Linked DNA regions of Anas platyrhynchos: region 2 is linked to region 1. Evidence: chromatin contacts called from public Hi-C data. All regions are on one chromosome and are shown on one strand. The core of a region is the stretch at or near the end of the contact, and the rest is flanking DNA. Distances in the headings are between cores, read along the strand shown. Region 1 has its middle 58 kb from the start of ESRP2. Region 2 overlaps NFATC3 (nuclear factor of activated T cells 3).

Region 1 (5,452 bases), core at 1,434-3,933:
AGCTGTCTGTGCCTGTTAGGAAGCCATGCTAAATGCTATGCATGTGCATATCCTGTCTTTTCAGCTCTCACTGAAGCATCTCCTGAAGATGCAATGCAACTGAAGCAAGAACACACACAGAAACAAAACAACCAGACCAAGCAAAATCCCATTGAAGTAGACCTTTTTTTTTTTTTTTGGCTGACTTAGGTTTATTTAGTCCTGACCCTTTAATACATTGCAGAAAGCATTAAACCTTCCATAAACAAACACTTTGAACATCTCTCGGAAACCCAACTGCATATATATGGCAATCATAAAACACAAATATTGAATGACCAAACTCTGGGTGGACAAATAAGCAAAGAGCATAAAAAAAAAAATCTTAGAGTTGCCATTTGTTTTTCCACAAGGCCGTGTTTTGGTGCAAGACCATCAATTACCCAGTCCAATCTTTTAAAAAGTTGTTTCAGTAGCAGCTGGAAAAACACATATAGGTCTTTCTCAGATCTGTTATTTGAAGCCCAAGGCTTCAGCCTTTGCAGATTTATTTCAAAAGCCATTCTTGCCATTGTCTTACAGAAAGATTCGTTGTGACAGAGCAGATCAAAAAGGCAAGTATATTGGTGATAACCATTTCTGCATGCAGCAGCTGCATTATCCAGGTAAAAGGGAATCAATGACAAGATACAAAGTACATCTTTTTGATTTCTTCCAGACCCAACAGCATGAAGCATGCCTGAAGATTGGACAAACTGATCTGATTCTCTAGGTAATAGGGTGGGGGGCATGGGCTAAAGGGCCTCAAAAAGGTACAGGCAAGACAGTCTGAAAAATCAAGAGCGATTCTGGTCAGAGTGGTCCTTGCCCCTTGCATGAAGATGTTCAATGCCAATAGATAACTTTCTGGCTGTACTTCATAATAGAAGTAATTGACAATGTGTATTTGTACCCTAGATGCCATTTGCTGTGGGATGGTGGGTGTCTGTCCCCCCCCCACCCCCAATGATCAGACTGGAGTTTTGTTCCATTATCAATGCAGTTCCATCCTCCCACCCATTCAAACTCCTTCCTAACCTAACAGAAGAAAAAAGCTACTGCCAGCTTGTGCTTTTTGATCAACGTGTCAACATTTTCAAAGAAAAGTGATAGACTACAGTCTTCTGCATCTAAAGGGGACTCGGACATTCAAGAAAATATTGTTTGGGCACACAGCACTGGACAATCAGTGGTATCACCTGAAATAAGCAGGAGGGAATGGGAGCGATATACTTTTAGAAGTTCTTGCGTCAGTGGAATGAGAAGTGAGCAAGTGGTGACTTGGAAAGTTCCTCCACATTCTGACTCTTGTGCAAGCAGCAAGAGTGAAGCTACCATGGCACTGGCATCAACATCACCATCTGCTTTGAGGGTTTAATCTGGTATTGAGCATTCTTCAGGACAAGACATGAAGGGTGAAGGTACCCTTCCTAAATTTAATATAGCTTCATACAAAACACGATTGATTCTGTCTACCAAGCTGGCAGCCACACTGCAAGAAACATACAACATTACAGCTGTTATTCCAGTTTTCTTACATGTATCAAAAGTTTTTCCTCGCTGCAATAAAGGGATCTGTTTGTAAATATTTCATGAGCTCCTCGGTGGTTTTGTCAGCCAAGTTTCTCTCACAATGTGTTGGAAAAAGACAAGACAAACTTCTAGAAGTATGTCACTTTTCAAGTAGGAAATTCTGTGAGTATGATGTAAGAAGAGATTTTTCCAGTCTTTTGACATTTGAACAAGTGCCTTCAAAGCTGCTGCACAGACTGCTCCAGAGCCCTAGTTTTCTATGATTTCATGAATTACGTTTTCATATTAAGGTCTGACATTTTAAAAATCATAATTAAGGTGCAACTATTTACAAATCTGAAACAATTTCAGCTCATGTCATTTTTGCAGATTGGCATTCATTCAACATGTACTCAGCGTACTTTATGTGAGCATCTGAGTGCTCAGGTTGCTTACCCTGTGGCATTCACAGGGCTGTGGTCACAGTAGCTGGATGAGGAGTGCAAGTCATCAACCCAATAGGACAAATAAGGCAATTCTGAAACTGAATTAAGTGCTACTATGGGATTATTTTTTCTAAGGATATGAGGGGAAAAAGAAGTTATGCCAAGAAAGTCATCATTGTCATCTGACCTCACCAGTGACAGGAGTTATAATGGAAAAGTTGCACAAACAATGAAGGAAACAAGCAATCCAACACTGGCCAAGTACTGGGCTGAATGACATCGTGGTTTGCAGGCAGAGGAAGAGACATACATTTTGTGGCTGTCAGCAGAGTTTCACTGAGTCTAAAATGCTGATTGACTGAGACGAAACCCTGTGGAACTAATCCAGCTGCTGAAATGACACTGGGGATCAATGAGGTTTCCTTTGCTAGAAAGGAGAACACATACACCACCCCCAGCCCCAAAAAAGAAAAAAAAAAAAAAAGAGAGGGAGGGGTGGGAGTTTGTTTACTGAATGGGTCTGTTTCCAATTGCAGACTTCTACTGCTACAGAAGGTTAATCTCAACCCCTGCTTTATAGCAGAGGACAGAAAAACCTCTCACAAAGGTCTCAGAAATTCTTTTTAGATAGCACGTACGCTGTATGAAAGAGCCCCTAGATAAGGAAGAGTTAAACATACCACTGGCCAAGCAGGGCAAGTTCTAATGTTTGTTGTTCTTTTTCTGTGCCATTTTTGCCCTTCCTCCTGGATCCCAGTGCAGGGACCATGCCTTCCTTGCTACATGTCACTTGCACATGCATTACGCTATGCTCAAGATTTTTTCCAGCAATCTGTGAACCCTTAGCAGTTCCAACAACATTCAGGCTGGATGGATAAAATGGAATCCTATGAATTGTAACAAAAAATCCATTTGGTTGTAAGGACCCAGTCTAAATACAGTACAATAGTGGGTGACATTAAATATTTAAACAGTGACTAAGTCTTTCATAAACAAAGTAGTGAAAATGAAAAAGGCCATTACACTTCTATCTTTCCACTCTGTAAGGTAGTTTTTAAGCAGCATTGTGTTTCTTGTGGGGTAAGAAAAAAGTTTATGAACAATTAGCCAACTACTTCTTTTCTTACAAGGAATTTTCAGCAGCCCTTTTGCCTGGCAAATGAGGTGTGAGTCCTCATGAAGCACATGCCCAAGTTATACTTCATGAGCTTTCTGAAGACACAGACATTGGGCACAAAGCAAAAAATTTACAGCACACACTAATTTTAGCTTCCTGTTTGCACCCAAGAGGTATATCTAGGATCACATGCAATGTGAATGATTTCCCTCCTGTGTATTTTGAGTCACTTTATTTGCAATATGACCCCCCACAAGATGACCATAAGCAAGAAGCAATAGAAGATGAAATCACGTGTAGAGAGGTCACCAGGGGAAACAGCCTTGGCCTGCCTGCACTGAATCAAGCAGAACTGATCAGGAGCTTCGCAACTTCTTTAGTGCCTTCTGCCGGTAAAGCCATTGCTGCTGCTACTTCTGATAAACCTTAACTAAGGACCAGACTGCCTTGCACCTTTTCCTGAAAAACCCCACAGTGGTAGGAAATAACCTCTCCCAGAAGATGAACTGACAGATCTCCAGCTGAAAGCAAGCAAAGTCTGAATTTCTGGTGCCACTGCTAACACAGCAGTCACTCACATACACTTAGTTACAGGGCTGAGCAGGACAGAAAAAACAGTTTAGTGGAGATTTGCTTTTAAAAAGAGAAACATTAGGAAGCTACAAATAGGAAAAGGTTGGCAATGTGCTACCGCTGAGTGGTAGCGAGTGTCTGGTCTCTCAAGAGGCAGTAATAAGCTGTATGACTGCAGCATGCTGTTTTCTCTGCAGACAGACACAGAATACTGCCTCAGTGAAAGTGCTCTGCAGCAAGCAGCATTATCCATCAAAGAGAGGAGAGAATTAGATAAAAAAACTAGCAGTCTAGTAAAAGAACTGATGCTGAAGATACGGCAACATTTTACATACACGTAAAAGGGAAAGAGGCTTTATTTTAACTAACAGGATGGCCAAACTCTCTCCTACTCAGGAAGAGGGTGTGGAAGCAGGGGGACAGCAAGAGAGATTAAACTGATATAAACTCTCTAGAAGACTTGAGAGAGAATATTGGCTGTAAAAGATAAGGATACCCCACCAAAAAGGAGAAAAACAAAGGCTAAGTCCTTAAGTAGCTCTTCTCAGATGGGGAAAAGAGCCAAGACGCTTAATGCACAAATTGAGAGCTTTCTCCCCTAGCGTAAATGCAACTAGACTAAACATGGGGGTTGGTTTGTTAGTTATTTCTACACCTATGACTTTTTAAAGAAAGCAAACTGCTTACTCTGAGCACTATGGTTAAACACTGTATTCACAATCTAAATCACACTTAACTCTGGCTAGATAAAGTAATCTGGATAACAGCAAGGCATCCCTTGTCCTAACACGCGGTGGATCTATGAACTGGGACTTCAGCAAGTGGCCTGGTTCCCCAGTACTTCACCCACTTACTCAACAGTAACAAAGTGTGTTCCCATTCAAGCAGCACTGCCCGGAGAAGAGTTGACAGCACAAGGGCCACAGGCACAAAAATAACTTCCAGTAACTACTGGCCACACTGGAGGCTCTGTGCTGGGAGCATATTGAACCCCATAGCTCACAGGATACAGAACATCATAGAGTTGAATAAGCTTTAGTAAAATGAACAAAGAGGTCTTAGGATTTGCTAATTTTTCAGTATCACTGTAACTTAGCTTGTTTTAAAAAACACTTTGCATTATCAATTATTTCAAATACATGCAGAAAATGCATGTAAGTCACCAAGGAGACAACCATCACTAAGGTAGATTGCAGCAAGTGTTTAATAGTAACCACAGGAAGTCAAGAGATTAAGAAATATAATTTCTTCTAGCTGAAATACCAATGAGTCTCAGGTAGGTGCTACATAATTACCTGAGTTTGTGCAGACCACTAAGGTAAATGTGTTCTTAAGTAGCATCAAGCAATCACCATTTGAACTCCATCAAGTTATTTTCTGCTGCGTCCCACTGAGATAGCATAAAATCTCTTAAGTACCGATCCCCTCTTCCAAGAACTCGATATTTGGTTGACAGTTCAGGTCATGTATTTAAAGCATTTTGGAGCCTTATCAGTTATGATGAACACCTTTTACAGTCTCAGTAGTTGTCAGCATACCGCATATCGATCATGAGCTGTTTCATCATAAACCTTTCCCGTAACTCAAACTTCTAAACCACTGACCGTTTTATCAAGGGTGTCCCTCCCCATCCTAGATAGATTCGCCATTTAAAGTCAGTCTAAAACTAGAGGAAATTTAAGGTACTAATGAAAGGATAATCATTTCTCATGCCACATAGTGAATTCATACCAGATTCCCCTCAGGAGATGAAGAAAAGGACCAGTGACATGCAGATCCTCCCAGT
Region 2 (5,452 bases), core at 811-3,310, 45 kb before region 1:
GTGTTTTACAAGAGCAATCGAGGAATTAAAAATGTATTTGTTATATTAGTCCCATTCCAATAGTTTAAGTAACTTGTTAGTATTTAAAACCAGACTCAAAAGTGGTAATAGAGTTGGCATAATCAGTCCCTATTGTTTCTTCTACTCATACTATAGTTTGTTAGCTCAAACTATATTATCACTCTTTCTCCTTATACTTTTTTATTCCTCACTGGAAAGCAAATTCTGTCATGCTTTGTAATTACATCAGTTTTGGAAGAGCTCTGAAGTTACACATGCATAAGTAAAGATGTACCAGCAGAATTTAAATGTATTGGACTGTCTGTTCCTTTCTCCTTGTCTAAGCAATCTTTCTAAGCTCTTCAACTAAAAAATTTCTTCTCCTAACCTGACACCTAGTCGCATTCTTCAGGCTATTTATCCAACTCTGTTTCTGCTCTGATACCTTACCTTGATTTTTTTCATTCCTCCTGTTTTCTTCTTAGGACTCTTTTTTTGTCTGTATCTTTCCTTTCCCTCCCTCGAAAAAAAGGCTGGATCTCTTCATCACATCTCTTCTTCCTTGAATAGTTTTCATCATCCTTCCATTTTCATTCTTAATCTAAGCTCTTCTTCCAGCTCTCATGTTCCCTACAGAGTTTCTCAGTGTTCTCCTGGTGACAACGCCACGGTGCAACCAGCTCAAACCTTCTGTTGTCAGACCTGCTAGATTTCTTAGCACAGTAGAGGCAATGATTGAATACACAGCAGGGAAGTAAGTCTGTGCTGCATACTAGAGAAAAGTGAGGATGCCTGAGCTAGGCTGGAATCTGAAAGTAGTTGCCAGGGCAAATTTCTTCATGTGGAGCATTGTGTTTAGTTGCTGGAGAACAAGTAGATACAATTTTCACATGCCAAGGTGCTGGCACTGGAATTTAACACATCATTAATGAGGATAGAATCTTGGGAGATTTTAGCTGCCAAAATAAGTCTCTGCTGAGCATTTGGGAACTATTTTTTTTTTCCACCTGGGTTTTTACATCTTGCACTAATATTTGTTTTAAAGGAACTTATTTTGCTGATGGTTATAAAACTTGACAAATATATCTAGGCTTCCTTTTGCTTGCAAAACCAGATGCTTTTAAATTGTAGTGGTAGATGTAAATTAGAAAGAAAAAACACAGATCTGTATTCTATGTGACTTATTATTTTCAAAGATCTTTATTCTAATTAGAATTGTGAAATACCTTGCTATTACAAGAATGCTGTTTTAAAAATGGGCGTAGTATTTGTTTGTTTCACAGTGTCGTGCTTAAACACATGCATGGTGCTACGTCTCTCAATTAAAATGACTACGAATGCAAATCAATATTCTATTTTGCAATTTCGTCTCTTCCAGCTGGATTAGAAATTAATTATTGTGCTTGTTGGGAGAGGAAGTTGTTATGAAACAAAACAAGGATTTGAATTAACTTTTTATTTGCTGCTGGTAAAAACAGTATGCTGAGGACCAAGTTTGGTGGAAAGTAAACATTAAATAGCTGTGAGTAGACATAAATTACTCAATTTAAATATAAAGATGCAAGCTTTTCCAGCACTTCCAGAAGGTTATTACACAAATGCACTTCACAATACGCATTGCTATTTGTATCTGACTTAACTTCTTTCTGTTTGGTGCTCTTGGCTTTACAACATTCAGTTCTGTCCATGTGGGTGATCATTGCAAAAAAAAAAAAAAAAAAAAAAGTACTCGGTGTTTCCTTGTGCCTGTAAGTTAACCAGTGTCAGAGACAAGAAAGGATGTGCGTGCCTCAAGGCCTATGTGCTTTTCCTTGCTACAGAGTTTTTGTTGCTTTTGCACAGTATTTTATAGGGAGAACATTTAATTTCCAAACTGTGGAACCTCTGTAGTTCTGCACGTGCAGTTGATGTGTTATTTAAAATAAAGATAGTACATGGCTTCAAGCCATTAATCTATTAGCGTATGTCATTAATCTATTACTAATACTGTACTGTACCTGTTGCTAGGAGACTAAGCTTCTGACAAATTTGGCATCATCTGCTGTGAGTACATTTAATCAGCTTATTTCCAAATGTGAGGAAATGAAATGAGTTGAGCATCATGTTTTGTTTTGTAAGTCCATTGACTTCAAGGAAGCGAATTGTGTGCTGAAATTCTACTGTTTTCGTTTTTTCAATGGCAAAACATTCAAAATAGCAGATAACTGTCATTTTAATCTGTGCTTGCTTAGGAGTGTGTTCCAGCTAATCCGTGTCATCTGGCACTACTTATTTTACCTGTTAAGAAAAATTGCAAGATAAGGCTGACATTTGTCACAGGGAAGGAATAAATAACTTGGCAGCATGGTAAGCAATGGGAAGGGTAACGTTTTGAAATTCTCTCATCCAAACTGTGGGGAAATCTTGTGTTGCGTAGTCAGGAGACAGAGAAGGCCTCTGAGAACTGTCTACCTAATTCAGTAGGTTAAAGTACTTATTCTACCCATCTAAGAAGCCTTTTAAATAAATAGCTGTTACGTTTCATCTAACTCTTAAATGAAAGTTTGTAATTCCTTGAATTTCTCACCCTTGTGCCAGGTCAAATTGTACATAATTAAATAACGTTTGCATTTACAATTTGCTGGAGTGAGATTTAACTGTTTTCTAAAAGGGTTAAGGTTTTTCATGAGACTTCACTCGGATAATGGTTTTTAAGCATTTTAGAGCAGGCAGGAACACAATAAGGATCTCTCATGGATAGTTTCTTGCTTTTGTATTTTAGCTTCCTGATCTAAAATGACTTGTTTCATTTAAAAAATAATTGTATGTTGTGTTCCTGCAATTCACATCAGCTTCTGCAATTTGCTGAGTTCTCTTAAGTATTTTAAATTCGATGCTATCTTCTAGTAGGAAATTCCACAAGCTGTTGTGCACAACAAATATATTAACCTTATGTCCTGTTGCTGTTGAGGAAGGTGATCTCCACGATAGTCTTCTTGATAACCTTGCAGTGAGATTTACTGAGGGGCAGTGGAGCTAAGAGCTCCTTGTTCTGCACGCAAGGAGGATATCTGTCCTGTGGTGAGTTACCACAGAAAATTGGGGCAAGGGTACCTATTAGGAGTTTGCCTGTACCATAAGTCTTCTTGCCATACTTCAATGGGCTCAAGGGTAGGAGCTGTTCATCTCTGCCATAAGCCAAATTTGCACAGTACTTGATTCTGCTGCAACGGGAGAATCATGCAATCATCATGCAACCTATGGACTGGTCAGCAGTCCTATGGTTGAGGAAGGATATAGAGAATGGTATACAGACTGTTTTTTCTGTGTCTTATGACCCTTCCCTTCTTCCCACCTTCCATTTTTTCAGTTCTTATGTGTGCTTTTTTTTTTCTTTGTCTCAAGTCCTTCCCTTTATTCATACATCACCAGAAGGCAGATTCTAATCCTAGTTCTAATTGTTGGTGACAACAACCTGCAAATAAATGCAGAAGGTAAGTCTCAGCCTGTGTGAGCCATGTAATCAGCTCTTAGAACCCCCCCCAAAATAGATAGTAAAACCCATCCACATGCATCTAATAGATGTTTGAACACTTAATCAATACAATTATTATTTACATATTAACATGGAAAAAATGAAAATGGCATACTGGATCAGTAATGACATGGTTGTCTGCTTCTTGTGTTGTTGTGGTTACTAAGATGAGGAAGGGTACTATTGAATTATTTTTCCAAGTAGAATTAGTTTTTTTGTTTTGTTTTTTTTCAAGTTACATGGGTTTTCCTGGAAATGCTCATCTGAAAAGCTGTCCATAGCGTAATTTGGCACTGGGAATTGGAGGTTCAGAAATAGCACGATTTCTTGTTAGTGTAGCGCTAACTGAAGATGGGTTGTGTATGGTGATGGCTAGTTAGATGTGGCCAGTAATTCTGCACAGCGTGAAGTTGTAATGTTAGTCTAACACTATTTTAGTTGTGATTTGGTCTTCTGTTGGTAGCATAGAATGGGACAGGACTCTGAGCTGAAACACTCCTCAAAATATGCCTGAAATTAGCATCTAAATAGTCAGGCTTGACTGCAAGCAGTGAGCATGGAAATTTGAGATTTCAGAAACAGAAAAATCCAGGTTCTTAAACCTTGAAGGATGTTCCGTACGTTGAATGGCCAGATGGTATCATGGCCAGTAATGCACTGCTATTTTTGGCTTTGGTTCTCTTCAGGACCTATTTGTCTTTGTGATGACCTTTAAAATGCTGTTAAACCTGGACTTGTGCCACTATGTCTAGTAGTTTGTTAACACTTGTTGCTTTCGTACCTCATTATTTTTATTTTTCAGAATTGCAGAGATCTATACTATTTTAAGGTTTTAAGTCAGTCTACTCAATGAGCTATTAGCAAAAGAGGAAGGAGGATGCTTCTCTGGTGTGCATGCTTTTCTTTCCTACATCAGATAATCAAATGACTGAAAATAGTACCGTGCTTCAGGAAGGGGAAGTAGGTTGTTACAACATATTTAATTTTAAAATTCTACATTTAACTTTCTGTAACATTAAATCCTTTGTGAAATGGGAATGATTTTTTTTTTTTTAATTAAAAACACTTCCATCTACTGCTAAGCTTTTAAGTCAGTGGTTGGGGTATTGTCTAAGAGATCTGAATGGAGTTCTCTTCCATGAGTTTCGCCACTTTCCTGTGAACAGTCCACAGAAGATCATAGGTCAGCACTCATTGCACCTCTGCAAAGCCACGAGGGGATGGCTGTGGTCAGTCTGACTTTCAATAACTTCCCTGAACTTGTTTTTATATCTATAGCTTGGTTCAAGCTTTTCAAAATGCCACTGACAATAAATTTAAGGCAAATTGCACCACTAGTGTTAGTCATTCTGTAGCTTTTGTTTCAATTTCTTGATAATCTTCATGCCTTTAGATCTTTTTTTATCACTTGCTTTTATTTCTAGCTGTTACTAGGTGTGCTGCTCAGTTTGGAAGAGTCACCCTTCAGCTTTTAAAATGTCAGTCTTCATAGTTCTGTTGGAAAGTAGCTGCAAACCAATCAAAAGTGAAATTCTTGTGGAGAAATGTCTGAAGAAAAAAAATTTGGTTCCTCAGAGCCATGCTCCAGTGCCTCTTGAATACTGTTGTCAGAAATAGTCTAAGGTTATGGGTCACATCTCCATTGTCTCAGAGAACGACACACCTCAAAGCCTTTTTTTCTTTTTTTTGAACTTTTATTATATTATTATGGGGAGGTTTGGCAGTTTTGTTTTGTAAACAACTGATTAAAAGTGGACTAAACCTTAAGTAGTGGAAGTTTTCTTTTAGGATTGTTTAGATTCCAGGGTAAATTATACCATATCTTCACTTCTGCAGTCTTCGAAAGTAAAAGTAAAAATACTTAATTCAGGAGTACAGCTTTACCTTCCTTTTATCTTTGCCTTTGCATTCATCTTGCTGGGCCTTTCTTGTCCTCTT

The links. Hi-C and Micro-C count contacts between places; a contact is called where the count stands out from the background.
Region 2: a Hi-C map of skeletal muscle shows a contact between it and region 1, with 2.0 times the contacts expected there. The contact joins two enhancer-like sites. A contact is called at or near these places in 2 of 8 Hi-C or Micro-C datasets (liver and skeletal muscle).

The regions. Positions count from the first base shown.
Region 1 is chr12:14,176,207-14,181,658 of IASCAAS_PekinDuck_T2T, reverse strand. No RefSeq gene overlaps it. Among named protein-coding and RNA genes, the nearest start is that of ESRP2, 58 kb to the right of the region's middle. Within about 2 kb of position 2,683, at least 2 of the 8 cell types and tissues checked have an H3K27ac peak or open chromatin away from gene starts, as enhancers often do.
Region 2 is chr12:14,220,544-14,225,995 of IASCAAS_PekinDuck_T2T, reverse strand. All of the region lies in intron 3 of NFATC3 (nuclear factor of activated T cells 3), which reads left to right. LOC140003520 (a long non-coding RNA gene) reads right to left here. Exons shown (of 4, transcript XR_011812326.1): 3 at 5,399-5,452; 4 at 1,438-3,454. Among named protein-coding and RNA genes, the nearest start is that of NFATC3, 28 kb to the left of the region's middle. Within about 2 kb of position 2,060, at least 1 of the 8 cell types and tissues checked has an H3K27ac peak or open chromatin away from gene starts, as enhancers often do.